Regions from separate parts of the Mus musculus genome. Here regions 2, 3, 4, 5, 6 and 7 are each linked to region 1. Evidence: chromatin contacts called from public ChIA-PET, HiChIP or PLAC-seq, Micro-C and promoter capture Hi-C data. All regions are on one chromosome and are shown on one strand. The core of a region is the stretch at or near the end of the contact, and the rest is flanking DNA. Distances in the headings are between cores, read along the strand shown. Region 1 holds the start of Tex2 (testis expressed gene 2). Region 2 holds the start of Limd2 (LIM domain containing 2). Region 3 holds the start of 1810010H24Rik (RIKEN cDNA 1810010H24 gene). Region 4 holds the start of Strada (STE20-related kinase adaptor alpha). Region 5 holds the start of Kpna2 (karyopherin (importin) alpha 2). Region 6 has its middle 38 kb from the start of Gm39424. Region 7 holds the start of Smurf2 (SMAD specific E3 ubiquitin protein ligase 2).

Region 1 (2,942 bases), core at 225-2,724:
CCTGTCAGTGAACTTCATCACCTCCACGTTCTAATCTGAATCTCCTTGCTCATCTCCTTTCCTGAAGACACACGTACAAGGATGTGCAGTCCCCCAGAGCCCTCCTCTATCCCTCTCCAAGCCTTCATGTCCCCTCCCTGGGAGCCCAAGGAGCAAAGATCAGCCACACTCTGGCTTCATTCTCGTAGCCTGAAGACATTTATCTGTTTGGAAGACTCTGAAAAGATACTGAAACCATTTAAGGGTTGGGAAAAGCTAACAGAAACGTTTCTCACCGGCCAATAAATCCAGACCCTTCAAACTCCCTTCCCCAAGCGCCAGAGATCACTTGTCCCTCAGTTTCCCTTGTTATTTTCCACATACAATTCACTTTCTCTTTGGATTTAATCTAGCTCCTGAAAAGACAATTCCTCTCAATTGAGCAATGGTGTCAAGACATTTGGACCTCACACCGGAACAGGACACAACCTGTGTCTTCAGGTTGTCACACTTTTCCTTTAACTCTAAAAAAATATGTCCTCCTCATCTATGAAATCTAATGACAAAGTAAGTACTCCTTAGCTCTAAGGGGAAAAAAAAGAGCGAGGGTGTTTAACAGACTTTGCCCTTAAATTTGATGCCGTGTAACCATAACAACTGATGGTTTAGGTAACCATCAACCCACTGAGGGGCTAAGTTTTCCAAAAATCGTTTTTCAGTGGGGGAAAAACTCCCTTGCACCAACTCCCGCGCGTAGAGTCGGCACTCCGGAGTGGCATGTGGTGCAATGGAGCCGGCAGCTCCTGTCCCTGCATCGGTCCCCCGGTCTCCACCACCGTCATCTCCATGCTCCCAGCGGGGCAGCTAGCGTTAGGCCTCAGCCCAATGTCACTTGTTAACCTTCCGATCTCCCCGGTTTTTGGTACGCCGCCACCTCCCTTTGAAAGCACACAAGCCACCCCTCGGTCCCCGGTGTCCGCCAGGAGTTGGGAGAAAAACAAGCGAGGCGCCGACAGCCACTGACAGATTCGCGCAAAAGTAACCGCGCTCCTCCATTCCCAAGCTTCTCCCACGGTGGCCCAGGGGGCGGAGGACGGCAAGGGCCCCACGCACAGAGGTGACAAGTGTTTTCCTTCAACGAGCGTGTGAATGCTGCTTTCCCGGACCCACACCGAGCCGCGGACGCTAGGCTGGGACCTGACGGCTTGCACCTCCCGCCCCGGGGCGACTCCGCCCTGCCCGGCCCCCAAGCAGGGAAGGTCTCTCCCGGGGCCACCCATGCCGGCGTCCCGAGCCCTGGTAGTGTGGAAGGGACCGAGCCCCGCTGCGCCAACGGCTGCGGGAGCTGCCGGTGTCCCGTAGCCGGGCCACCCAGTCAGGGCCTGCTCCGCCCGTCGCCCCACCTGGCCCGGAGCGCGCTCACCCCGGATCCGCTGGCTGCCTCATCCTACTACACCGGCGCCCGTACTTGGCGGCCGCCGCGGCTCCTGCTCCAGCTCCAGCTCCGGCTCTGGCTGGGGCCGCCGTGCTGCTGCCCGCCCGCCCCCGGGCACCGGCCGTCCCGCCCCGCCGGCGGACCCGCCCCGCGGCCGCGGCCCCCACCGCCCAACCACAGGGCGGAGGGGGCGGGGCCAGCCGCGCACCAGACATGACCAATCCAGCCAGTGCCGCGCGCCCGCGACGGGCCTGGAGGATCGGCCAGCGATCGGTCAGGGCTGTTAAAGGGGCTGCGGCGCTGCGGACTGGAAAGAAGGGGAGGCCGCGAAAAACTGCGGGTTACCTGGCAGAATCCCAGTGGGAGGAGCGAGCGTTGCACTCTCCCAATTGAAACTGAGGCGCTTTCCCCAGCTCTTTGCATTTCTTAATTTCCTCTTCCTGCAATTTAGCAACAAGTGCCTCCAAGCCGTGAGGGAAACTGTCTGGCTAGGCAGATTCTTAGGAACAGAGGTCTTAGGAGGACGTCGGACTTTATCAATCCCTGCTAGTTCCAGAAACTGGATGTCTGAGCTCCTCCTCCACACCTGACCGTAACAACCAATCGCAAACTGATTAGTAGAATTAGCGCCTAGAATTCGTGTGACGTAAATATATCATATATTATGATCTTGGGTTTTTTTTTAATACAGGGTCTCCTGTAGACTAGGCTGTTTTCAGAATTGATATGTAGCTGAAGATAGCCTTGAACTCTTAGCCTCCTGCCTCTGCCTCTACCGCTATGACTATAGGCATACACCACTACACCTGGATAACATAAGTTTACCTTAGAGGGATCGTGTCTAGGGCCCAGATAAAGGAAGGTGACTTTTAAAAATGAGTTCTCGCTTAAAATGTGCTTGGAATGGTGGAGGCTATTTTTACACCCATCAGTTCCTTACAGGGTAAAGGGAGGGGTGGAGGGGGCAGAGGGTAGGCAGGTCCCGCAGGTCCCTCATAGCACAGGGGCAGGTTGTGAGAGTGTCTTTGCTTATCAACTTTGCCTTCTAAATGAGTGGGTCCCAAACTTCAGCATCAGCCCATCCCAGAGGACTCTAGCATGTCTCAACTTTGCAATGACTGGGTCTGGGCCGTTTATTTTTCAACATTCTTTCCCCAGGAGATTCCAGTAGGGGGCGCTCTGGGGGGGCATGCTTTTTTTTTTTTTTTTTGGTTTTTCAAGACAGGGTTTCTCTGTGTAGCCCTGGCTGTCCTGGAACGCACTCTGTAGACCAGGCTGGCCTCAAACTCAGAAATCCGCCTGCCTCTGCCTCCCAAGTGCTGGGATTAAAGGCGTGCGCCACCACGCCCGGCTAGGGGCCATACTCTTTCGAGTCTCTCATTGCTGTGAAATTAAAACTCAACCGGCGGAAAATAAAGCTAGATTCCTCTGTACAATCAAAATCCATGATATGTTTGGGAGACTTGCTAGTCAGTAAACCTAGAGACCAAAAAGGAGCTCAGACTGGCCCCCTGCATGTGACACAGCA
Region 2 (2,942 bases), core at 293-2,792, 450 kb before region 1:
GGAGGCCATGTGCTGGGAGGGAATGGGTGTTAAAGGGGTCTCAGGCCGTCTTGGTGCCTGAGTCCACCTCCTTGTGGGCCCAGAGCTCCTTGTGCTGTTTACGACCAAACCCTTCATCGTAGTTGCCTTTACTCTTAAACAGCTGCTGAAAGTGAGGTCTGCAGTAAAATTCACCGTGCATTGCAGCATAACTGCCCAGGCTGTGGAAGCAGAGAACATCTGGGTCAGTCTGGGGCAGGGCGGGAAGGTAGGGTAAGGGTGGGCAAGTAGGTGGGCAGGCCGGGACAGGGCAGGAGCGCACCTGAGTTTGGTGTGGCAGTGTTTGCAACAGAAACAAGAGTTGTGGAAAATGAGCTTGTCTGCCACCAGCCGCTCCATCGGGTACACAGTCTTCTGGCAGGCTGCACAGGTCTCCTTCACCTGAGCCCGCAAGCTAAAGGACTGTGGAGTAGGAGCAGAGTACACTTAGCAAGAAGCCGGGTTAGCGCCGACCCTTTCCTCTGCCCACACCCACCCTTAGGACCCTACCTTAGACCGCTGTACCGTGCTGCTGCCACTGCTGCCTTTGGCTTCCTGGGGGAAGAGGAAGAGTCAGAGGGGTCAGCTCTCCGGTGGCCCAGCCCACATCCCAGGGGCACTCGAGGTGGCACAAGGTGCCAAGCAAACAAGCTGCTCTTGTCCCCTTGACTCCTCCCCACCTGGCTGGACACCTACATGAGAGGGGGTGGCCTGGGCGGCTCCGGCAGCTTGGAACATGGCTCTTCAGAGGTGCTTGGTGGCCCTGGAGGAGATGCCGAGCCAAGAGGGTTCTGCAAGGGGAAGTCAGTCAGTGGGGCCCCATGAGCCCTCCCCCACTCTGCAGGCTGGGGTGTTTTTAGGCAGGGGGTTGGGGGGCTGCGGTTGGGACTTTCCCTAAGTCATTTCCTGTTGCTCTGGGTCTTGCCACTTCCGCCCCTCACCCACCCCCAACAGCCTACCCGCCCCTCATACAGCCCCCAAGGGTTAGGGGGTCCCTGAGTGGAAACATATGTGGAGACAGAACAAAGTTAGCGAGAGTGGCCGGGGACAGGGGCTCCACGGTCTTTGCCTGTGGGAAGCACAGGCAGAGACCCCGCCTGGGATGAAGGGAGGTCAGCAGAGGTCTGGGCAGGGTACCGCCAGACCCGCGCGCCCCCTCACCGGGCTTAGACGTCCAGCCCCTAGACAGTGCTGGGCCCGACCTCCTGCCTGGCCAGGCTGCGCTGCCTCCCGCGCCCGCTCTTCGGGACCCCAGACCCCGAAACCCCACCCCACCACGAGCCGGCCCTACGGGACCGACGCGAGCCTCGGGATCCCCGCGAGCGCAACGCGCGAACCGCCAGGCGGCGTCGGCCCCGCAACGCTCCGCGCCCCTCCCCCCGGCCGCCGTGGGTCTCACCGGGCCCGGCCTGCGCCGCGGGGCGGGGGTCGGTCGCTGCGGGACCGCCTCGGGTGCAAGTGGCGCGGGCGCGAGCTGCCGCCGCTGCCAGTGGTCCCCGAGCGGCAGCCGCCGCCTCACCGCGGCGCCGCCCCCGCCGGCCCCCGCCCCGCGCCCGCCCATTGGCTCCGCGCGCCCGGGGCCGCCTCCGGGAGAAGCCGCCGCCGACCCCCCTCTGTGCTTTGTCTTTCCCTTGCTCGCCGTCCCCCCGCCTTTGTCTGCCCCCACATCGCTTTCACAGCCCGCGCTCTCCCGCCTCCCGGAGCCAACCTCCTCTGCCGCTCGTGGAGAAGGGACGACGGCGGGGACCGAATCGCAGATCTCGGGAGGAGACGAGTTCAGCCTGCGATCGACACGCAAGGCTCTTCCGGCGCGGACCTTCAGAAATGGCCTGGGCCTTTACTGCCTCGGTTTACCCGTTAGCCGTTGTGAACGCAGTCCCATTAGCTCCGCCCCCTTCTTGCGCTCTTAAGACCCAGTAGTTTGAGGCACCCCACTGTGGGGACTCGGGAGGCAGGTCCACTGGCAGCCACGGAGTCCTACAGAGGAAGATGGAGGCGGCTCGTAGTCCCTCCGTATACCCCGATGTTAGGCCAAGGGAGCCGGCGGTGGGCCCATGTCACTACTGAAGGGGTGTGACAGATCCGCTATCCGAGAACTGCAGCCTTGTGGTTTCCGAAATCACCAGCCCCCTTAAGCTCGACATCCTAAATGGTTTCTGTGACCAGATTTTGTGGGATTAGTAACCTCGGGCCTTGCCATGGCCCAGGTCAAGCCCCTATCTGAAAGGACCCACTTCCTTGCATCAAGCACACCTTGTTCCACCGAAGGGAGCAGAGAGCCATTTAGGCTGGAGTTGTTTAGAGAACAAAGTGCAACAAGAGCTGCTTTTGCCGCTCCGCCCCAGCCCACTGCACAGCAGGTTGAGGGGAAGGACTCTAGGCAGCAGCATCTAGGGCACAGACTTCTGCTGAGGGCTTTGCCTGAAGCCCAGCTGGAGACTGTCTTCACACAGCCCTCGGCGACATATTTCCACACCCCTGTAACAGGAATAAAACTGGTGGCTCTAGCGCAGGCCCACGCGTGTCAGGGAACAGAACAACTTACCGCCTCCTGCCTGGCAGGGGAACAGGGAGGCAGCAGGCAGCATCACCCATCCCCACCCGCGCCCCACTGTGGTGCTAATGCACCCACGCTGAGCTTCGCTTTTCTCCCTCAGCCTCAGGTCGATGTTTGCCTGCACTGAGGCTCAGCCTGGACTTCGTAATGGGTGTTCCTCCACAACTAGGGGTGACTCTTCCTAGGAAAAATTATCCACACCTATCATCAGATTCTCCAAGGGAGCTGTTTTGTACAAGAAGGGTGAAGCCCTTAGGGACACCAGGCAGCTGCTCCGGGGCACTGATTGGCAGCCCGCCCTGCTGGGACCATCTGTGGGCAGAGCTGGAGAAAGCTACCACAGTCAGCAGTTAGCTAGGAGGAGGAA
Region 3 (2,942 bases), core at 259-2,758, 410 kb after region 1:
TCCAGCTCTGGGTTTGTTTTTGTTTTTGTTTTTTTTAAAAACAGCCCTTGCTTCTTTGGAGACACCAGCTGTGACTATATACTGTGAATACTTTTGAGACAAGGCCCCCTGTGTCCCAGGCTGGCCTGAGATAGATCTCTGTGCGGCTGAGGATGTCCTTAAACCCATCTTCCTCACTCTGCCTCAGCGGGTTGGGGTTATAGGCTCCACCACTCCTCATGTATGAAGTGCAAGCAATCCAATCCGGCACTTCCTGCCTCTAAGGCAGGCATTTTACTGACTGAGTTACATCCCTCATGTTATTCTTCGGGCAGCTGAAGTTGAGCCAGTTGAGCCATAACTCCTACCTCAGAGAACAAACTGATGGGTCTGTGTACCTAGTCTGCCTCCTAGTCTCTTCAGAAGATGGAGACCTGCCTCTGTCTGCCTGAGTGTTCCCACTCTGTAGTTTCTGAGACCCCCAAGACTCTACTCAGTCCACCAGCACTCTAGCGTCAGGCCCCTGGATCAGTGACGCAGAACCCTGAGGCTTCCTCAGCAACTCTGTGTACCTCACACCAAGCCATTCGCGCCTTCGTGCATCTGTTTGGGTTTGAAGCTGTGGACCGAGAATTAGTCCCGAGGCTTCAGACCTGTTCTGGAGAAATGATACCCTAATCTCCCCACCCCCACCCCTTGACAAATGACGGTTTTATTTCATCTGAGTGGAAAAGCCTTTCCCTCAGGACCGATCGAGCTGTGATGCTGTGTCAGGAAGCTGAACATAAGCAGCAAAGGAGTTTGCTTTTCTTAGACACAATAAAAACTGCCTGTTCCCAAGCAGTGAGATGCCCCCAGCATTGGAAAGGTGGTTTGCCAATCTTTAGGCATTCAGTATACACTTGGTGAATGTGGCCAACTGAATACTAGTTATCAATGGATGGGTGGAGGGAGAAAAGAGGGAAGGAGAATGGGAAGGGGGCAGAGGAGAGGGCTGTCAAGAAAAAAAAAATTTGCTCACACCCCCCCCCCCGACCCCCCGGCCCGTTTCTGACTCTAGAATATCAAGATTGCATATACAGTCAAACAGCTTTGCCAAACTTGGTTTGTCAGGCAATTGCCTCACAGGTCCTGGAATGCGTTTTTTTGTCATCCGGAGTCCCCTCCCCTCAACAAGCTCAAGCTATTCTAAGCGCTAATTTATTTGTTGTTGATTTCATCACTCGCGTTCCTTCAGCCCCCTCAAAACCCTCACTCTCCCCTAGCCTGTCACCTCACCCCAAGCACACCACCCACCCGGAGCAAGAGCTCAAGGCCGTGCTGTTCTCCTGGCCCACAGAGCCCAGTCCGGACCACACATCCGACCCCCCTCGGAAAGAGGGAGAGATCCCCGCCGCTCCGTTTTGTTTCAATGGTCTGTGCAGCCAGCTATGCTCGTTTCCCCAAAGGCTGCCCCTCATTAGCATGAACGGGGGTGGGGGTGTGTGTGGGGGGAGAGGAAGCGAGCCAAAGCCCTCGCTGCGTTTTCCAGCCTGGGGAACCCTGTCTACAAAAATGACAGCTCGAGCCCTCTGGCTTCTCTGTTTGATCGTCGGATGGTCCCCCGAAGCCCCGGTGGCGGAGAGAAAAGGTGAGGTCGCTAAAATGCAGCGCCCCAGGGATTGGGAAAGGGGCGAGACGCAGGGCGGGACGAGCCAAGGGTCAGAGCCTGCGGGACAGGCGACTCCGGGTCTGCGTGCGTGCCAGAAAGCAGCGACAAGGGTCTCCCAATATTTCATGTCCCTTGGCAGCCTTTTCAGAAGGAAAGACGGGTTCAGCTGCTGAAATGATCTCGTGCGAGCCAGGCAAGCTGGAGAAAACTTTGCATGTTAAATAGCTGCATCCGGAGGAGGGAAAGTGTCAAAAGGGGTCGCGGCGCGCTGTGGACAGGCTCCCAGGCTTGGGATGGTGACACAGGCCAGCAATGGTGCGACAACTCTGGGCATTCTACTCCTCTCTCGCAGCTCTGGTATAGCCTCTGGTATACCTGAACCTTGATAACACTCTCTCTCTCTCTCTCTCTCTCTCTCTCTCTCACACACACACACACACACACACACACACAAATCAGGCAGTCTTGGCCAGGTGGTGTTTTTGTTTTGCTATTGTTAGGATATTTTGCTCATCTTACTGTCTCTGGGAATAATAGCTTCCACACCTAACTGGGCAATTTATTTTAGGTCATTTTATTGTTGTTGTTCCACACGGAAATTGAACGACTTCATTGGCATTTAACTCCACATTAGACCATCTTTTCCATGACAACAGATGGTGGTCTAGAGGGGAAGCAGCTGAGGTCAACAGTTGACAGGAGTTGGATAGCCACCAGAACTTTATCTATCGGCTATGCATGGTGTGCAGGTTTAACATAGGGAGGGAGTCAGATCCAATGGCTTTGCAAAAACACAAACTGTGTAACTAACCATTCCTGCTGGGAGAAAGCTGATTTTTTAAGATTATTCATTTGGCAAGATGCATCATTATAAAGGAAGTGCTGTCAAGGCTGCAAGGGGCACAACAAGCTCTTTAATGCAAACGAGGGAAAGTAGGTTGTGGGGCTGTGCTTGGCTGAAGGAGCACTGGGAGGTGGTGAGATTGCATCCCTGGACATGCAAAGTTGCCCAGACTTGAAGCTGTGCTCCAACCTGTATGCAGAGCTGAAGAAAATCATTAATAAAATTTAAAAAGGTGTATTGATATTCGGGAGATTTCCTAATGGGGAGGGGTAATGCTTTTATAATTACTCAGGGGCCTCTGCCTCCCAGCCAAGCTTTAAAAACCCCTTCTAAGCTGTTGTTTACTACTAAGTGGTGTCCAAGAAGCCAGATAAAAAAATCCACTCACAAATTCTTGATGCTGCCTTGCCGAGATGACAGTGTAAACACGGATGGGAAAACCAAATAGTTCTGTCGTCAGGGGCGCTT
Region 4 (2,942 bases), core at 246-2,745, 420 kb before region 1:
CCTCTGCCTCCCGAGTGCTGGGATTAAAGGCATATACCATCATGCCTGGCTCTCACATTAACTATTACACTTACCAATGTGTGTATATGTATGTATATATGTGTATATATATGTATGTGCTTGTGTGTGTATGTATGTATATATTTATGTGTGTACCTGTTTCTATGCTTGGTGAAGCTAAAGGACATTGTGTATTCTACTCTATCACTCTGGACACAGGCTGACAGCCAGCAAGCTCTGGTGTTTCTCTTGTCACAGGCTCATGGCCACACATGGCTCTCTACATGAGTTCTGGAGACGGCAGCATATCTTCCTATCTACAGAGACACCTCTCCAACCACCCAACCATACTATCGCCTCATTATCTCTCCCACTACAACAGGTACCGATAGGAGAATTCACTTGTTCTGACAGACTTTTTTTTCTTCTATTTTTACCGCTGGTCCTCCAAACTTTATGTCGGAGGTCACAACTATAAACCCAGCCAAAAAATCTTCTAAGAAACCTAATTAAAGGGTGAAGAGAGTTGACCAGTTTCCGTACTATAACTAATGGTTAAACTATTAAGTTCCTGCACTACGGCAGAAGCAAGTTAGCAATTTTCTTTTTGGTAGTGTGGAGAATGGAAAGCAAGTCCGCACTGATGTTAATCAAGAACTCAGGCGCTGAGCCACGCCCACAGTCTCAAATTTGGTTAATCAACCCTCAAGGATCTGAGTCAGTCTCAGGTGTTGGGTACCTCCGGATAAGGTTATCAACTATCATGAAGACCCATCCAAACACTGGAACATAGTTCTACTTCAACGGGTATTTCAGTAAGACCGAGTCCAACCGTCTGGGAGAAAGGGGTCAAATTGAAGTACCTTAGGGTCTTAGCAGAAGACTGAGTTGAGAAGTTATCTATTTCCTAAAATTATGAACAATTTTATTTAGCCACTCCCCTTCTGTCATGCTCACTCTCCGCCACCATACTCGGTCCCCAAAACTGCTGGGACACTTAAGACAACACATTTAGAAACTCTTCGTTTTGACCAAAGCAGAGAATAGCTCTGATCTTGCTTCCGTATGAGAACTCAACCCCATTTGGAAGCCCCGGAAAAGGTGGGGAGGCCATGCGGTAGCTAGCCTCTCCGGTCCGGCAACTCTGCTCAGCATCTCCCCAGCCAGGCCCAAGCCTAATTTTGCTCTCAGGCTGTAACCTCAATGCGGGAACCCAGAACCCAGGTTAAATGAGGGCCAGAGGAGGGCGAGGGTGAGCCGGGATGGCCACTTGAGGCTCACCCCCGAGGACACGGACTCGGAGTCTGGCAAGAGGGATTATCCCTGGGAGCGCACCAGGCGGCTCCGCCACCGGGTACCTGGTCTAGGAGTCAGAGCGCAGTACCGACTCCGTCTCGGCTCCGCCTCCTCAGTTTTGTAGCCGCGCTGCCGCCAGGCCGGTTGCTGGGAGGGAGGTACGCAACGTGACATGCGCAGTGGAGGGACCCAGGGAGACTGGCCGAGCCTCGCCCCTCCCCTTCACGGAACAAGCCCCTCCTACTCCCGCCCCACGGAGGAAGTCCCGCCCCTCCCCTACGGAGAAGCCCTGCTTTGCCCCACCCAAGAAGGGAGCTCCGCCTCTTGCCTCCAGCAGAGGAAGTCCTGCCTTGCCCGGTTCTCAGAAGATGCTCCGCCTTACCCCCTGCCCACTAAGGACTCTGCTTCGTCTCGCCTCGCTTCACCCCACCCATCCCAGTGGAGGAAGCTCCGCTTTTCCCCAGAGAGAGCTTCTGCTTCCATCCCACGTTACCGTTACCGGACATGCTAGACCCGCAGTCGCTTCGTCAGGGAGAGAGTTATTAACTAGTCTTTTTTCCCCTTTGCTGAGGTCGTTCCTTATCTAGGACGAAGGCAGGTTTCCCCACGTATGTGGAAGCGAAAGACCTTGTCATTGTTGCAGTTCCAAAGGACCCTAGAGTCTCCCTCGAGTCTCTGTACCCCTCCTAACCCAGCAGCAAGAAAAGGGGCAAGGGCTAACTATAGCTATTGACTTGGCTACCAGGGGTATTCCCACCCCTCATCCCACACTCTGCGGTTCCCAAATCCCAGGTGCCATTTCACCTGGTAGGACTCCAATTGAAAAACAAGTCTTTCTTGGGTCAGTCTCAGGCAATAGAACAACAAAGAGGAAACTTACCCTTTGTGCCCAAAGTTCCTTCTCCTTAAAGCACAGAAAATAGCTCAACTAAACGAGAGCTATGGTTTGTTTTTTGTTGGGGTTTTTTTTTTTTTTTTTTTTGTCCCTAAGTGCTTCATAACTATTTTTTGGTAGTGAGGTATTTTTGAGATAGTGTCGCATGTAGTCTGGACTGGCCTTCAGATCAGCTTCCCTCTGCCTCTGCTGGGATGGGATTAAAGACTTGGTGGTATGTCCTCTATTAGCAGAAACCTGTGATGAGTTTGCCTTTATGAAAAAAGACAGCAGGGGCCAAACCATATAGGACTAATAAAATGAGGACTCCGTTTTATCATGAAGTGATTTTTAGTCACTTCAGTTACTGTGGAGTGAGGGCCCAATACATCTGTGTACATACTGTCAAGTAATGAATACTTGTTTTTTTTCCTGTCTCAGATTTATACCAGTCGACTAACTTCCAAGAATTTTAAGTTTGGCCACATCATACAGGAACTTGGAAACGCACACTACCCTCACCTGAAGATCTCAATGTTTTACACACAGCTGTAACCTTGCCTAGTGCGTTTAACATGCCAAATTTGTTCTCAGTCTCACCACATTTCATCATCAAACAAACATCACGAACTCACAAAAAGCAAGGGGACTGGAGGAAAATGCAGTTTCTGCCAGTTCACATGGTCTTTGGAATCCAGAATATTAGGGAAAGCAATACCTGAAAAGGTGTCAAGCTTCGGTTTTTATTTTTTCATATGTTGTGTGTGTACTT
Region 5 (2,942 bases), core at 293-2,792, 390 kb after region 1:
AAAACAAAATCCTACAAGTTTTCATCATTATGGCTATAATACTAAGCCATAATTGCCCCTTACTACAAAGGCAACTTAACTGTCAATCAAAAAAAATTTTAAAAAAAGATAATTTAAAATTTCCACTAACCACAGTGAGCCCCGCAGTGGTGGCGCACTCCTTTAGTCCCAGCACTTGGGAGGCGGGAGGATTTCTGAGTTCGAGGCCAGCCTGGTCCACAGAGTTCCAGGACAGCCAGGGCTACACAGAGAAACCCTGCCTCGAAAAAACAAAAAGAAAGGAAGGAAGGAAGGAAATTAATTTTAAGACTTTTACCCAATATAGCTAAACTATTACCATTTGAGGATGTCATCAATACAGAAAAATTGAGATGTCTTACTGTTTTTATACACCTTCAAAATCCAATGGGTAGTTTAAGCACACGGGGCATCTCAACAGATTAGCGGCTTTTCAAACACTCAATAGTCTTAAGCCTCTAGCCAGCACGGTATTAAGTCAAGGATCTAAATTCTAGGCTCCATTAGTTAATAGAACACCAAGTAGGAGAACAATCTACGTCCTTTGTTTGTTTTATTTTTCGAGACAGGGTTTCTGTGTGTATCCCTGGCTGTCCTCGAACTCAAATCGGCCTGCCTCTGCCTCCCAAGTGCTGGGATTAAAGGCGTGCGCCAACAATGCCTGGCAACCATCTACGTCCTTAAGGCAATAAACGCAGCTCTCGTTTTCTGTTGATCGATGGCCAAAACGGATCCATACTAGTACCCTCTTGCAAGTTACATAAAGAATCGGTTCGTTCCATTATAGGGCCTTCCATCACATCATCGCTGTCAGCAATGGCATTAACGCCGCATCTTGCACACACTTCCAGAGAATGCATTCAGCCGGGATGACATCAGCTGTGATCAGTGGGGCTCGATAGAACCCAGGTGTGGTCGTCGCGAAGGGACAGGAACCCAAAGTACCCTGGTAAGCTAGTAGGTTTAACTGCTTTATGTCCGTCCTCGACCCTGACCCAGGTGATCCGGGTCAAGGGCTTAACTGGGGTGTCTTAACTGCCACCTTCATCCCCTGCCCAAAGCTGCGTCTCCTCCCCGGGGCAGAAGCATCAGGAAAGCGGCGGCACAGCCAGGTAGGTCCGCTCGACTGCGGCTGCCCTCCGGTCCCTCCACGCCGACCCGAGCCGCTCCCAGGCCTTCGCTGCCCTCCGCAGCGCCCGGCGTTGCCAACCCTGACCCCGGCGTGGCGAAACCAACCCGCCCCGAGGCCTGGTCGGAGCAGGGAGGCTCAGCTCCGGCCCGGGCGCGGCCTGCTCCCGCCCTCCGCCCCGCAGCCTTCCGTCCGGCCGTTACTGCTCAGGACCGGCTTCCGTTCCTACCTGTACAGCCGGCTCAGATTTCCACGAAAGGTGGTGCAGGACACTCAAGCTGCGGGTCGGCGGCTGTGGAAACGTCTGCTACCCTTCAGCCCTCAGATTTTGTGCCTCGTGCTGCCGGCCGGCGCGATTTAAATTTCCCGGTGACGCCGCGTTCCGATTGGCTGATTTGAGCCTAAGCTGCGCGTTCATTGGTAGGTTTGAAAAACACGTTAGGCGGGGGTGGGGGTGGGACGCAGACGCAGGTCGTAGGGGAAAAAAAAAAAAAAAGGTGGGGGTGGGGCGGTAAGCAGGGAAGCGTCGCGAGATGAGGGAGCGGCCGGGCAATCCCAGGGTGCCTTGCAGAAGGGTGACTCCAGATCTCAGCACACAGCATGGAGACCTGCGTTTCGTCTATGCTTAGATGGACACTGGGCCGTACCCTGTTTGCTTTCCCTGGGCTTGTCCTTAAACAAACACACGAAATTATTATTACACTTGTAAAAAAAGGCTTAGCTTGCGGTGATTGGCGCAGGCTTTTAATCCCAGCACTAGGAGTTCAAGGCAAACCTGGTTTATACAGCCAGGCCAACCAGGGCTAAATAGTGAGACCCTGTCTCAATCAACCAATCAGTCAATCAATCAATAAAAGAAAAGAGAAATATATTTACTTTAAAAAAATTTTACATCAGGAGCTGGTCACCGGGAGAACGTGGATCTGTGTGCCTCTTAACCATTAGTTGTATCACTATATTGTTTATAGTATTTGTTGATTATTTTATCTTTAGGCAATCATTAGTTGTATCGCTATATTATTGTTTGTGCTATTTACTGGTTATTTAATTTTTATCATGGGGAGTGGGATTGAGGCAGGGTCTCACATTAACAATAGAGCCCAGGCTAGCCTTGAACCTAATGCAATCCTTCCTCAACGTCAGTTCTGGGATTACAGACATGCCCCACTTTGTCCCGTGTGGTAAACTTTTAGATTACTTGGAAAATAAAGACAATGGAAGCCGGGCAGTGGTGGCGCACACCTTTAATCCCAGCATTCAGGAAGCAGAGGCAGGCGGATTTCTGAGTTCGAGGCCAGCATGGTCTACAGAGTGAGTTCCAGGACAGAAGCAAAAAAAAAAAAAAAAAAAGAAAAAGAAAAAGGACAATGGAAGCAGCAAATATGGTAACAATAATTTATTAGCCCGGTGGTGGTGGCGCACACCTTTAATCCCAGCACTTGGGAGGCAGAGGCAGGCGGATTTCTGAGTTCTCTGAGTTCGAAGCCAGCCTGGTCTACAGAGTAAGTTCCTGGACAGCCAGGGCTACACAGAGAAACCCTGTCTCGAAAAACAAAAACAAAAAACCAATAACTTATTAATACCTATTTTCTCCAAACCTTTAAAATTTTTTATTTATTTCTTTATTTTGCTCCCTTCCCCCAAACACACACACACACACACACACACACACACTTAATGGGTTTCTCTGTGTCTCTGTAGACCTGACTGAACTCCACAGACCTCAGAGTGCTGGGACTAAAGGCAGTGTGCCACCACTGCCTGCCTTCAAATACTTTAAAACTTGAGTAATTCT
Region 6 (2,942 bases), core at 179-2,678, 350 kb after region 1:
AGCCCATTTCCAAGCACACACATCAGGCTGTTCACAATCACCTGTAACTACAGCTCCAGGGGATCCAACATCTATGTATCGTCTCACAGCAACTGCACTCACAGGCTCATGCCACCGTACCGTGGATTTAAAAGATGGATTTACTTCTGGTTTCTATGTATGGATGATTATCCAAACACACATGTCTATGTGCCACCTGCATACCTGGTGCTTTGCAAAGAGGATGTTAGGGTTCCTGGAACTGAAGTTATAGATGGTTGTGAGCCACCATGTGGGCTGCTGGGAACTGAGCCTGGATCCTCTGCAAGCTCATCTTAACCACTGAGACATCTCTAGTTCCCAAATGTACATTTTTTAAGAAAATAAGAGACTGAGGGCCTGGGGATGTAGCTCAATGGTGCTTAGCATGTGTGAGGTCTGACCCCCAGTTCCTACAAAAGATTTAAACAAGAGTGAACAAATAAAGAAATGGAGGCCGAGGACAAAGCTCCCTTGTGAAAGAATTCTGAGCAATCTCCACAAATGTGCTTTCCTCAGCTCAGAACTCGGCACAGCTCCACTGTGGGCGCTGGGTCGTGTCATCCATTCAGAGGACACAACCCAGAAAAGACTGGTTTACTGGTGGAAAAACCTGCCCAACACTACTGTAGCCAGGTCATTTCAAGAGAGACAGACTAACAAAATGGCTCAGCAGGTAAAGGTGTTTGCCCCCAAGCCTGAAGACCTGAGTGAGTCCCATCCCTAGAACCCACATGGAGGAAAGAGAGAACACCCACAAAATGTCTCCCTTTCCCTCTCTCTTTCTCCCTCTCTCTCTCTCTCTCCCTCTCTCTCTCTCTCTCTCTCTCTCTCTCTCTCTCTCTCTCTCTCTCTCTCCCATTTTTGCTCCATGTCTCCAGGCTTTGTTGAAGCCCTGCAGGACGGCAAAGAAGATGGGGTCCGCTCTGCCATGTTCCAATGCTATCTCTCTGCATTCTTGGGACAGTCACTTGAGCTTCATTGACCCTCAGTGTCTCCTCCATCTGTGAGAACACACAAATGCAGTGTCATGTCTCAGGCCTCAGTAACAGTGAGTGCTGGAGAAATTTCCTGTGGCCTTTGAGACAGTTGGAGTGAAGGAGAGAAGAGCCCAGCAGAAGGAGTCTATCTGTGGTCAATTCTCTGCGATGGCGCAACCTCCTTTCTCCCTCCCCCACCACGCCCATTGCCCTTCACTCAATCTCTGCTAAAAGCAGCAAATTCAAGGGCCTTTCAGACCTTCTTGGTCAACTTGACTTTGTCAGCTTTTTGCAGCCCCAGAGGGCACATTCTCTAGAACACGGTGTTCACAGCAGCGCCTCTAACCACAAACCCCAAGAGTCTCAGCAGCGAGACACTCAGGATGTCTAAGGGTCCTCTCGTCTTCTGAGGCCCAGCCCAGCGCACATAGCATGGGAATTGCATGCATCAAAGGCAGGAAGTCCCTGACAAGTCTGTCCCATAAGCCACCAGACGCTGGTTACCTTCATGTGGCTGAACTAGAGGTCGAGTTCTCAGGGTGGGGCGAGGTGGTCTGGGGCCTTCGCAGCCAGGGTGGAGCCCAAGCCTGAGGAACTAGACCTGAGAATTGAGGCCTGAGCTCCCCACCCCAGGAAGCCTGGCTCCCAGCTGCTCAAAGAGAGGCTGGTAGCTTGGGTCTCTGCTCCCTCCCTCGTGGGATAAGTGGTATTTGAATTCCTGCTTCCTTTCCTGTTTCCCCTCCCCTTTTTTTCTATACATTCCCCAAGGAAATACTAAGTGTGTACTGCAAATCCTGAGGATAAGATCCAAGGGAAACATTGAGAAGAGTTGGTGGCTTTCCTTGAGGACCCCATTTATCAAGGGTCTGGTTAGCCCTGACTAGCTTAGTGGCCCAGGGTGCCAGCTCTATTATCCTGGAAAAGAGAGAGGGTAAGGGGGGGCCTGGGGGGGCGCGCACTGAAGGGCTAGCCTGGCAGGTCACAGAAGTCTGACATATAGAGATGTCTCTGCAGCCACTGGCCCCAAAGGAGAGAAAAGGTGAGGACGGCTGGAGGCCAAAGAAGGATTTGGGAGAAGAGGAGGGAGAGACGGTGTACCAAGGAACATGGTAGCCTTCCAAAGGCAGCTGGGTATTAAAAACACTTAAAGTCACACAATTCATGCTTAAAGGGCGAGCAGAGTAGAAAGTGAAAGTAAAGAAGTGGCTGTAAGAAATAGCGGATGGAGGGGCAGGGGGCAGAGGGGCATGGGAGCAGGGGGCGATGGCATGCCAGCTCCTGTTTGCAAGGCCTGGTTAGGGCCTTTTAGAAGACGTAGTTACGGGGCTGGAGAGATGGCTCAGTGGTTAAGAGCACTGACTGCTCTTCTGAAGGTCCTGAGTTCAAATCCCAGCAACCACATGGTGGCTCACAACCATCCTTAATGAGATCTGATGCTTCTTCTGTGGTGTCTGAAGTCAGCTACAGTGTATTTACGTATATATAATAAATAAATAAATAAATAAATCTTTAAAAAAAAAAAAAAAAAGAAGACGTAGTTACGGTGCTAACTGTGCGCTCATCACCTCCCTCAGTGAAGGAAGCACACAGCCCACTCTAGCTAGTCCTTGTAAATCAGGACCAGAACCCAGGGCAGCCAGATCCACCCGACAAAGGATTTTCTTGTTGTCCTTATCAGTGTTTGTTTTTCCAAGTCTAATTTTATTATATTTATATTTTATGTGTATGGGTGCTTTGCCAGTATGTATATCTGTGCACCCGGCTCGAGAAATCCCTTCTTGAAAAACCAAGTGCCGGGCATGGTGGCACACGCCTTTAATCTCAGCACTCGGGAGGCAGAGGCAGGTGGATTTCTGAGTTCCAGGCCAGCCTGGTCTACAGAGTGAGTTCCAGGACAGCCAGGGCTACACAGAGAAACCCTGTCTTGAAAAACAAAAACAAAAA
Region 7 (2,942 bases), core at 233-2,732, 310 kb after region 1:
TGAATGACGTGACTAGCTAGCAGAGGGACAATAGTTTCAATTACACGCTTTAAACCAAACGCAATTTTTCCTTAAAAGGAGGGGGACGTTGACCACGGAAGAATATCAGAAGTGGCATCGTAAGCAAATTATACCTGTAATATGTTAACAACTCCCTGCAGCTGGGAACATTAAACAGTCTTTCCCAAATCCCTCTGAGCATTCCTTTCCATTTAGAAAGAGGGTGAGAAGTGTGGAGAGGACTAGTGAAAGTTAGCTTAAAAGTTCGTATGCGTCCAGACTGAGAAACACATTGCAAAGCAAGGGATTCTAAACCAGGTCTGGAGTTAAGACATGAGCAACTAGTTCTGCGGCCTACAAGGAACAACCCCAAACATGCTACCCTACAATCAAACAACTTCCAAAACACAGAGTGTACAATGAGCCGGGAGTCGTGGGATCAGGCAGACACGCCGGAAAAGCCAACCACAGTCTCGGTCCCTCCCTCCCAGAGACGTGCGTTTAAGGTGTGTGGCACTGGCCACAGAGGTTGGCAGCACTGGAGAGTAAAGGTTTCACTGCCGGGCATAGGTAGGTGTCCAAGTTAACAACCCGGGAACACAAGCACTCTCCCGTTAAGCACTCACTCCATGTTTAAGGAGTGTTTACCGCGCGCAGTCAGCAACTGGATTCAGTAATCCCTTTCCCGACCCCACCTGGGCAGGAGCCCAGGGGCTGCTCCTGTGACCCCAGGAAACGAGACTTCAGGACCTCAAATCCGCCCTCCACGGGAGACCCACGGGCCACACACTGGGCGTTCTGAAGAATTTCCCAACCCCAGCTAAGTGGTTCTCCAATGACTCCCTAAACTAGGCCTTCCCACGCCCGGATTCCCGTCCAACGCCACCACCGACCGCGACCCCGGCCCTCTGCTTGCCCACAGGCGCCACAGCCGCCCGCCCAGCTCACCTGTCAGGCGCAGCTTGACGGGCCCGTTCCTCCGGCCTCCGGGGTTAGACATGTCCCCAGCGGCGGGGGAGGTGGCGGCGGCGGCGGCGGCGGCGCTCGCGGCCGGCGGGCCGGCGGGCGGGCGGGCGGACTGGGCTGGGCTGGGCCGACGGCGAGGCGCAGAGGAGTCACCACAGCGGCCGGGGCCGGGGTCCGAACAGCCCGCGCCGCGGCCGCCAGGGCCGGAGGGTCCCGGATGTGCCGAGCGCCGTCGCCATGAGCCGCGGAGGGAGCGGGACGCAGAGCTCCCCCCTCCTCCCACTTCTGCTTCCTCGGCCCGGGCCACACAACAAAGCGGCAGCCGCGGCCGGCCGCGCCGCCTCCGCCCCGCGCCCCCGCCGCCTCTTGTCCTCGCGGTCCGCCTCGGTCTCCCCTTCTCGGTGCCGCGAGGCCTGGGAGCGGACGGTGCGAAGTCTGCTGAGGCGGGCGGGTGCTCGGCCGCTTCCTCCTCCGCCCGCCCTCTTGTCTGAGAGAACCCGGTCCTGGGGCCGCAGCCGCTGCCGCCGCCGCCGCCGCCGCCACTCGTCGGCTCCTGGGGGCGGGGAGGAGACGGGGGCGGGGCCGGCGGGCGGGGCGGGGTTGCGGTGGGCGGGGCCGGCGAGGGGGCGGGCTTGTGGGCGAGGTCTCCTGCGCCTGGGGCGCCAGAGGAAGGCCTGGCTCCGCGCGAGCTGCGGGCAGCGCGTGCGCCACGGCCCAGACTGGGCCCCGAACTACACCGCCCGGCGGCGCCGGCTCGATGGCACCAGAGGGGCCTACTGACCAGCTAGCTCACTGAAAGATCGCCTGTGTCCCTACAGGGCAGAATGCCCGAGTAATACTCCCACTGCGCGCTCTGAGAGGCTGGCGAGAGTAAAGTTAGACCCAAGTCCGAAGAATTAATTCGCCAAGATGCTATTCCCACATCGAACGCTCCAGCAAATTCCCAGGAGTGCTTAGCTCTGAGTATTGTAATTGCCACCTCCACAGGCTCACCTGGTGCTCCATATCCGGTTACCTACCTGCTCGATTCTTCCCCCAACCCTGCCCAGGACAAGCATAGGGAGATAATACAAATGCGGCCAAAGACTGTGAACAAGATAGGTGGATATAGTGTGGAAAGCTCACGCAGTACTGTATTTTGCTGTCCCAGGAGGAAAAAAGAAAATGAATAGGACTGTAACTCTGACGCGGTGACTTACAACTAATAAGAACTTATTCTGGACAAATAAATAATGCAGGTTGTTTTGGGATTTTGTTTTGCAAGGTTGGGGTGAGAGTGCAGCCTAATAGTGAATTGTATTACATCAACTGCAACACATTTTTATGCAGCCATCTAAATGGCAATTGTGGTAGCCATGTAACATGTCAGACTTTATATGTAATGCAGGGTTTAAATGGAGAATACAAGTTTTATGTGCACGCAAGAGTAATAATGCAAACTAAGGATAAGAGTGTGGATTTGTGCCGGGCAGTGGTGGCGCATGCCTTGGGAGGCAGAGGCAGGTGGATTTCTGAGTTCGAGGCCAGCCTGGTCTACAAAGTGAGTTCCAGGACAGCCAGCGCTACACGGAGAAACCCTGTCTCAAAAAACCAAAAAAAAAAAAAAAAAAGAGTGTGGATTTATATCCATGTTAGCTTTGCTTTAAAGCTGTTATAACATTAATGCCGTTTAAACTGTTCATTGAAGCCTAATACATTTTAATCCTAAAACATTGCAAATGGTGACTTAAAATCTACCAGTTAAGACACTTCATTCTCCAGGTGAAATCCAAGAGCGTTTCATCGGTCTAAAAACACTCCTACGGATTAAAGTGATCCCAAAATCATAAGTTCTAGCAGTAAGACTTAAAATACAAGGGACAGCTCTAAAAATTCAATCAAGAAATACTAAGTGCTTATTATTCACAAAGCAATGAACAGGGCCCTTAAACACTTCTTTGTGCAATGTAAGATCTGAAGGCTCAGGAAATAATTCC

Evidence for each region. Promoter capture Hi-C pulls out the DNA fragments that hold promoters and counts their contacts. Hi-C and Micro-C count contacts between places; a contact is called where the count stands out from the background. ChIA-PET counts read pairs in DNA pulled down with a chosen protein or histone mark. HiChIP or PLAC-seq counts read pairs in DNA pulled down with a chosen protein or histone mark.
Region 2: a FOXA1 HiChIP or PLAC-seq map of pancreatic cancer cells shows a contact between it and region 1. The contact joins the promoter of Limd2 here to the promoter of Tex2 in region 1. A contact is called at or near these places in 3 of 39 promoter capture datasets (the C10 cell line, liver and pre-B cells) and 4 of 115 datasets of contacts at active chromatin or transcription factors (double positive thymocytes, embryonic stem cells, memory CD8 T cells and 1 more).
Region 3: a promoter capture Hi-C map of pre-B cells shows a contact between it and region 1, with 4 times the contacts expected there. The contact joins the promoter of 1810010H24Rik here to the promoter of Tex2 in region 1. A contact is called at or near these places in 9 of 39 promoter capture datasets (the 3T3-L1 cell line, 3T3-L1-derived adipocytes, hippocampal neurons and 4 more) and 1 of 115 datasets of contacts at active chromatin or transcription factors (memory CD8 T cells).
Region 4: a FOXA1 HiChIP or PLAC-seq map of pancreatic cancer cells shows a contact between it and region 1. The contact joins the promoter of Strada here to the promoter of Tex2 in region 1. A contact is called at or near these places in 2 of 39 promoter capture datasets (liver and pre-B cells), 5 of 115 datasets of contacts at active chromatin or transcription factors (effector CD8 T cells, extraembryonic endoderm stem cells, memory CD8 T cells and 2 more) and 1 of 9 other capture datasets (liver).
Region 5: an HNF4G HiChIP or PLAC-seq map of pancreatic cancer cells shows a contact between it and region 1. The contact joins the promoter of Kpna2 here to the promoter of Tex2 in region 1. A contact is called at or near these places in 4 of 39 promoter capture datasets (embryonic stem cells, hippocampal neurons, liver and 1 more), 3 of 115 datasets of contacts at active chromatin or transcription factors (bone marrow-derived macrophages, large pre-B cells and pancreatic cancer cells) and 1 of 9 other capture datasets (liver).
Region 6: a contact with region 1 is called in an RNA polymerase II ChIA-PET map of memory CD8 T cells, with 18 read pairs. The contact joins the enhancer-like site here to the promoter of Tex2 in region 1. A contact is called at or near these places in 2 of 39 promoter capture datasets (cranial neural crest and neural stem cells), 3 of 115 datasets of contacts at active chromatin or transcription factors (large pre-B cells, memory CD8 T cells and pancreatic cancer cells) and 1 of 9 other capture datasets (pancreatic islet).
Region 7: a Micro-C map of embryonic stem cells shows a contact between it and region 1, with 3 times the contacts expected there. The contact joins the promoter of Smurf2 here to the promoter of Tex2 in region 1. A contact is called at or near these places in 2 of 39 promoter capture datasets (cranial neural crest and pre-B cells), 2 of 484 Hi-C or Micro-C datasets (both in embryonic stem cells) and 2 of 9 other capture datasets (liver and pancreatic islet).

Annotation. Positions count from the first base shown.
Region 1 is chr11:106,611,456-106,614,397 of GRCm38.p6, forward strand. It overlaps Tex2 (testis expressed gene 2), which reads right to left and starts at 1,475. Exons shown (of 12, transcript NM_198292.3): 1 at 1,403-1,475.
Region 2 is chr11:106,158,634-106,161,575 of GRCm38.p6, forward strand. It overlaps Limd2 (LIM domain containing 2), which reads right to left and starts at 1,543. Exons shown (of 5, transcript NM_172397.4): 1 at 1,418-1,543; 2 at 715-809; 3 at 529-573; 4 at 302-441; 5 at 1-200. The coding sequence starts at 756. The coding sequence ends at 41. Gm10840 (collagen alpha-1(I) chain) reads left to right here and starts at 755. Exons shown (of 2, transcript XM_030246469.1): 1 at 755-825; 2 at 1,127-2,526. The coding sequence starts at 755. The coding sequence ends at 1,928.
Region 3 is chr11:107,024,361-107,027,302 of GRCm38.p6, forward strand. It overlaps 1810010H24Rik (RIKEN cDNA 1810010H24 gene), which reads left to right and starts at 1,509. Exons shown (of 4, transcript NM_001372502.1): 1 at 1,509-1,609. The coding sequence starts at 1,534.
Region 4 is chr11:106,192,108-106,195,049 of GRCm38.p6, forward strand. Strada (STE20-related kinase adaptor alpha) reads right to left here and starts at 1,496. Exons shown (of 13, transcript NM_001252448.1): 1 at 1,359-1,496.
Region 5 is chr11:106,997,983-107,000,924 of GRCm38.p6, forward strand. Kpna2 (karyopherin (importin) alpha 2) reads right to left here and starts at 1,543. Exons shown (of 11, transcript NM_010655.3): 1 at 1,377-1,543. It overlaps Gm39424 (a long non-coding RNA gene), which reads left to right and starts at 1,487. Exons shown (of 3, transcript XR_880255.3): 1 at 1,487-1,567.
Region 6 is chr11:106,960,388-106,963,329 of GRCm38.p6, forward strand. No RefSeq gene overlaps it. Among named protein-coding and RNA genes, the nearest start is that of Gm39424, 38 kb to the right of the region's middle. Within about 2 kb of position 1,429, at least 109 of the 459 cell types and tissues checked have an H3K27ac peak or open chromatin away from gene starts, as enhancers often do. A contact at or near this core is called in memory CD8 T cells, where this site is marked.
Region 7 is chr11:106,919,233-106,922,174 of GRCm38.p6, forward strand. Smurf2 (SMAD specific E3 ubiquitin protein ligase 2) reads right to left here and starts at 1,483. Exons shown (of 19, transcript NM_025481.3): 1 at 949-1,483. The coding sequence starts at 1,000.